Linked DNA regions of Gossypium arboreum: region 1 is linked to region 2. The links are chromatin contacts, called in public Hi-C maps. All regions are on one chromosome and are shown on one strand. Each heading gives the region's core, a stretch centred on a gene start, on an enhancer-like site or on the middle of the called end of the contact. The rest is flanking DNA. Distances are from core to core; before and after follow the strand shown.

Region 1 (3,107 bases), core at 42-2,541, 230 kb after region 2:
ACTCATGAAAATCCTGCAGATATGATGACTAAGTCACTTCCTATAACCAAGTTTGAGCATTGCTTAGACTTGGTTGGTGTTCATTGTTGAAGTTAAACCCTTAAGGGGTTTTTGGAAGAGGTGAAGAACTTGTTTATTGAAAGTTCGCGATGAAGAACTTGTTCATTGAGAATTTGTGTCAAGGTGGAGATTGTTAGAATTAAGTGACCCAAATTCTTATTTAAATAAAAACGATGGAAAATAAAATAAAAGTAAAATCCATATAGAACTAGACTTCTTTTATTTTATTTTAGAATAAGGTTTTAAACCTTATTAAACTCCATCTATTTTATATTGATTAGGATAAGGTGTTTCAATCCTACTAGAATATGGCTTTGCAAGCCTATAAATAGACATAGTCTATTCCTCTTGTATTTGAGTAAAAATTTTTCGACATAGTGAATTTTCTTCTCCTCTGCCCGTGGTTTTTTTCCCGAAAGGGTTTCCACGTAAAATTTATGTGTTCTTTATTTTTATTTATTTTATTCTATTTTATTTTTCACAGATAGCTTATGTAAAAGTAATTCAACTCAATTAATTAATTAATCCATACATAATTTCGAGAATTAAATTTAAAACTTAAAATTCTAAAATAAATAATAATAAAGTTTCATTAATAATAATATATATTTTTATACCTTGTTTTTAATAATAACTTATATATTACTTTCTTGTTAGATTAATAAATGTATACATTGCCTCAAGTAATTAATTTGTTCATCTTTGAATCAAATCTAGTAGGATGGTCCACCGACAACATTGAATAATTAATTTAAATTTATCAAATGTTTAGCCGTGTTTTGTATTAAAGTTCGTTTGGTTTGTTTCATCTATTTAAACATGTTATTAAAATATATTCTAAAATAATTTTATTAATAAAATTGGCTTATTAGAAAAGTCTATCCAAAAGACTTGCATTCATCATTAGCCAGTTTTATTAATAAAATATTTTAATTATAAAATATATTATATGTTTGCATTCTTATTAGCATGTTTTGTTTTAAAATAGAAAATTATATTTTCAAATACATTTTATTGCTTTTTTGGGTTAACCCGTTGAAATGACATATTTTACACTACGATCCATTAGTTATTGCTTCACCTACTAGCTTTGAAATTGCATCAGTGAACGCCACAAATAATAGGCCCCGACCAACTCCCTCGCTAGGTGCGTGCTTGTGCCTCCGGATGGGCAGTTGAAGCTGTACCAAAGATATTTAATGCGACATTTAGAAACCACTTATCTCTTCTGCTACTATATATACACATCTATGCTACGAGGTGTATGTCAACAATCTTTCTGCCTTTTTCTCCCTTTTAGCATATAGACAATAGCAAATACAGCAATGGCTTCCAGTGGGCAGCTTCATGTGGATTTCGAGCTCAAGTCTCCTGCAGAAAAAGTGTGGGGAACCATTAGGGACTCCACCACGATTTTCCCTCAAGCCTTGTCCCATGATTACAAGAGCATTCAAGTGCTAGAAGGCGATGGCAAGGCCCCTGGATCTGTTCGTCTTATTAACTATGCCGAAGGTAACTAAAACTGTAACTTAAATTGCCAATTTAAATGCAGTACGAGGCATTCATTGATGCAAATGTACCTAAGGGTTGGACTTCAAATTCTTTTTTTTTTTTTTTTTTGCATTTTTGTTTGATTCATGGTAGGATCTCCAATCGTTAAGGTATCAAAAGAGAGAATCGAATCAGTGGATGAAGCTGAGAAGAAATATGTTTACAGCATCATTGATGGGGATCTCCTGAAATACTACAAGACTTTCATTGGCAAGATCATTGTGGTTCCCAAGGGAGAGTCGAGCTTGGTTAAATGGTCCTGTGAGTTTGAGAAGGCAAGTGAAGAGATCCCTGATCCAAGCGTCATTAAGGAATTTGCAGTGAAGAACTTTAAGGAGATCGATGACTATCTTCACGGTAAGGCTTAGAGAGGCCAGGCCATGCCATGCCATGCTATGCATGATCCTAGCCCTGTTTAATGGATTCTCTCATGTTTTATTAGTAATAAAATAACATGCAAGGATCCCACTTCAGAATATTTGTCTAGGATCCATCCTTAATTAGTTCATCTTGTTGAGTGGTGACTTCTTGCTGCAAAGTAATCCTGTTGCTTTGTATTTTCAATATTAATTTATGTATTGCCATGGGTTTTCTTAATTTCCTCTATATTGTCTTGTCTGTGAACTTATGTTGCGCTCTGGATTCAAAAAGGTAAAAGGAAAAAAAATGCAGCAAACAAGAGATAATTACATGAGCAAGTAAACAAATTAAAGAAACCTTCAAACAAACACCATAGCTGTTTTAAACACTCCAATACATAAATACAACATATACGATTTTTGTCATTTTTTTCACTGTTTTTTATTCACACAGAAACCACATATGACAGAGTCATTTAAAACTTAAGAATCTGTCCTCGAACCTCCAACAAGTAGGGGGGAAAACACAGCAAGAAGATTTACATTTTACAGTGAAAGGCCATCCTATCAAATGTATGTACATGTAATAGAAGGGGCTTCTACAAAATCACAGCACCTTCTGGTTTGACAGGCCAGGCCTCTTGCTGTTGAATCCTTCTTTTTTTTGACAGAAAAAAAGGGACACTTTCCACTTGATTTTTTAATTCAATAATAGTTGTAGAGGTTGCTTGGCCTGGCTCTAGACTTGGGCATCTTCGTTTTCCTGCAACAGAGGGGCCTTGAGGTCTGAAATATCACCCACTGTTCCAACTTCACGCTCTTTACGAAGTTCCTCTTCCCTGATTTGTCCAAACATCACAGCATAATATCCCGTTCCTATTATTATTGTACCTATCACACTGTACAACCTTTTTGTGTCAACAACATATAAAGATTTGAAAGGTAAGAGAAAAGGGAGAAAGATTTTAATTACCTTCCATAATGAAGACTGTTTGTAAAGAAAGAGGTTCCGAAAACTGTTGCAAAGACTACCCCAAAGGGCTTGAACATAGGCACATAAAAAGGGCCTTTCATTCTCGTACATGCTAAATGAACGTTGCTACGGATAATACTCCCAAATACTCCCTATAACCATCA
Region 2 (2,750 bases), core at 51-2,550:
TATTCTTTCACATTATTAATTCATAAATTTAATAAATTCAATTAATTAACATGAGTTATTAAATTCAATTAATCAATTTGTAAGTTTATAATATTCCAAATTCATAGTAGAATATTTAATTAGGAAACTTAATAATTTATTGAATCGGTATCTTTAACTCCACTTATAAAATATGATTAATAGCATTTTTAATTAAGAAGGGTTAAATTTATTAAATTATTTAGAATTAGGATCAAATCGATAGGATATGTAAGTATTGATGATTAAATGTGTTATTCTACTGGTTAGAAAAAAGGCTTTCTGTTATCAATTTAACGATGAGTGACCAAAACATGAACGGATTCAAACGTTAGTGTCGAAATTGAAAAATTTTAAAGTTGGTGATCAAAACAGGAACGCGGGCATAGTTTGGGTGACCATTTATATAGTTTTTCCTAAATCTTTTGATGTGAAATTTAAACATTTTATTGAAATAATATTTTAATTAAAATCATTTTATTAATAAATTATAATTAATAGATTTGCTTATATGAAATATCTATAATTTTATTTAAAATTTTAGATAATAAGCTATTATAGAGAACTAACTTAATAAAATGTACTCTACAACTATGGATGTTGTTGTAATAAATGAAAATTTGTTAAAGAAGGGTGAAATAAAGTATTTAAATTGATTCTACTAAAAACTTGATTATTATAACGAAATGTTGTAATAGAGAATAATTGTTATAGAGAGGGTTGATTATGTAAAAAATAAAATAGAATCAAATAATCTTAAAAAATTTAAGAAATGAAGATACTGTTTACCATTAAACCTGATCATGGGTCGGGCCACCCATCTAGGCCTGAAGGCTCGTTCAAAAAGTGAGAGGGTTTGGGCAAAATGTAAGTATGAAAAATGAGTTTGGACAAAAAATAAAATCTGTTTTCTAAACGGGCCGAGCTTTGGGTAAGATTTTTTTTGAGCTGGGTAAGAACCTGACTAATTTTTTTTCTCCTATTGTTTTGCTGTTATTTTGCTATTACATTTTAATATATTTTCAATTTTTAGAAAATATTTATTTTAATATTTTGATATATATGATATATTATATTTTTAAAATTTATTTTATATAAAAAATTTAATACATGCCAAGTCAAGCTCGAAATTAATATTCCTTATCAGAATTGAAATTGAATAAAATTTTAAACTTATCTTTTAAGCCGAATTTAAAAAACAACCAGACATTTTAACTTCGATCTTACCCGAACCAGCCCGGCCATGATAAGGTATATATAGTACACATTGGAGGAATAATACAACACGTGCCTTGAGACAAACATGGTTAGATTTGGTTTGCCCTCAACCGATCAAACTGGCTCTCTATTTGTGTTCTTCCGTCACTTCGTCAGTTCACAAAATCGTAAATAAAGACAATTCCCACCAACGAAAAGAGGAAGACATTCTGTTAGCAGATTTTACCTTGATAAATTATTCGATGATGTTTCCCAAATTTATCTCATCATCAACTGATTTTGATCTCAAATAAGTTAAAACAATTTCTATGGCAATAGCAGCAGCACCACCACTTAATCTGTCTCCTTACTTAGATCCTCAACAACAGCCACGCTTACAAACCGAATTTAATCCCATAAAAAGGGTACCCTTTCTTTCATCTAGAAACCCTCTCCTTTGTGTCTGCAAACTCCATCGTTACAATTTCAAGTGTTGTCTCCCTTCTTCTTCCTCCACCAACTCCGTCACTCCAGCTCAATACTACTCCTTTCTCGATGAATCATTTTGGGGAATCCGTGTTTTAACCAATGAAGAGCTTGAAAAGTTCAAAGCTTTGGAGTCTTTCGTTTATCTTCAAGAGTTGGAATCTGGGTCGTTGTGGGTTCGGGTCATGAGGATTGAGGAGATGGATATGACTGTCGGGTTGTTGGCTTTGTCATTCGCTGAATCAATGTTCATGTCCTTGCAATACGAGGCTTTGTTGAGGTTCTTCGTGAAACAGTATTTGATTGAGAGGAGAGCTTCGATGCCACACGCTGTCACTCTTGTTGGGTTCTATAGAGAGGAAGGTGGGAAGAGAGCTGAGGAGCTGGCTGGAACAGTGGAGGTTTGCTTTGACAAAAGGGGTGCTAACGCTTCTCCTCCTACACCTACACCTCCCAGGAATTCTCCATATATTTGTAACATGACCGTCACAAAGGAGCTTAGAAGGTAAAGGGTTTTATTTGTTTTTCCTTCTACTTTTGTTTTAGTTTTCTGTATTCTTTATTTGGTGGATATTAGTGGAACGGAATTATGACATGATGTTTTGTAATGTTAAAACCATATTATGCCTAAATGTCTTAGTTATTGTGTTCAATTTAGTCCAAGTTAAGTTGTTCATTTGGATAATGGTGGCTGCACAATAGTAGGGTCAAAGATTATTGGTAGGTTAACCACCAATTGAAAGACAACGTGGTATTTGTAATGTTCAAGCCATTATGTAAAAAGTTACTCTTGTAGTCAATAAGCTCTCATTGCAGGTTGAGTTTTTCCTTTGTCAGTTTTTTCACATCTTTGTACAATGGCCTGTTCTTTGGCTCTAAAAATGGAAAAGAATTTGAGGCATAGAATAAAAATTTTACGATTTGCTAAATCTGGGAATGATATTGATTGAATAATGTTGTAATGGTAATTCAGATCTCTTCCATTTAATTTGTGATGGAATTTTACATAGATGGAATTTAAATTTCATAGACAAGCTACTAGATTCTTT

The links. A called contact is a pair of places that touch in the nucleus more often than the background predicts.
Region 1: a contact with region 2 is called in a Hi-C map of leaf, with 5 times the contacts expected there. The contact joins the promoter of LOC108475491 here to the promoter of LOC108474724 in region 2. A contact is called at or near these places in 2 of 5 Hi-C or Micro-C datasets (both in leaf).

Annotation. Positions count from the first base shown.
Region 1 is chr3:13,749,400-13,752,506 of ASM2569848v2, forward strand. It overlaps LOC108475491 (MLP-like protein 423), which reads left to right and starts at 1,292. Exons shown (of 2, transcript XM_017777462.2): 1 at 1,292-1,572; 2 at 1,705-2,208. The coding sequence starts at 1,386. The coding sequence ends at 1,979. It overlaps LOC108475603 (WAT1-related protein At1g70260-like), which reads right to left. Exons shown (of 7, transcript XM_017777583.2): 6 at 2,944-3,095; 7 at 1,709-2,869. The coding sequence ends at 2,710.
Region 2 is chr3:13,519,725-13,522,474 of ASM2569848v2, forward strand. LOC108474724 reads left to right here and starts at 1,301. Exons shown (of 2, transcript XM_017776729.2): 1 at 1,301-2,206. The coding sequence starts at 1,545. All of the region lies in intron 2 of LOC128290269 (a long non-coding RNA gene), which reads left to right.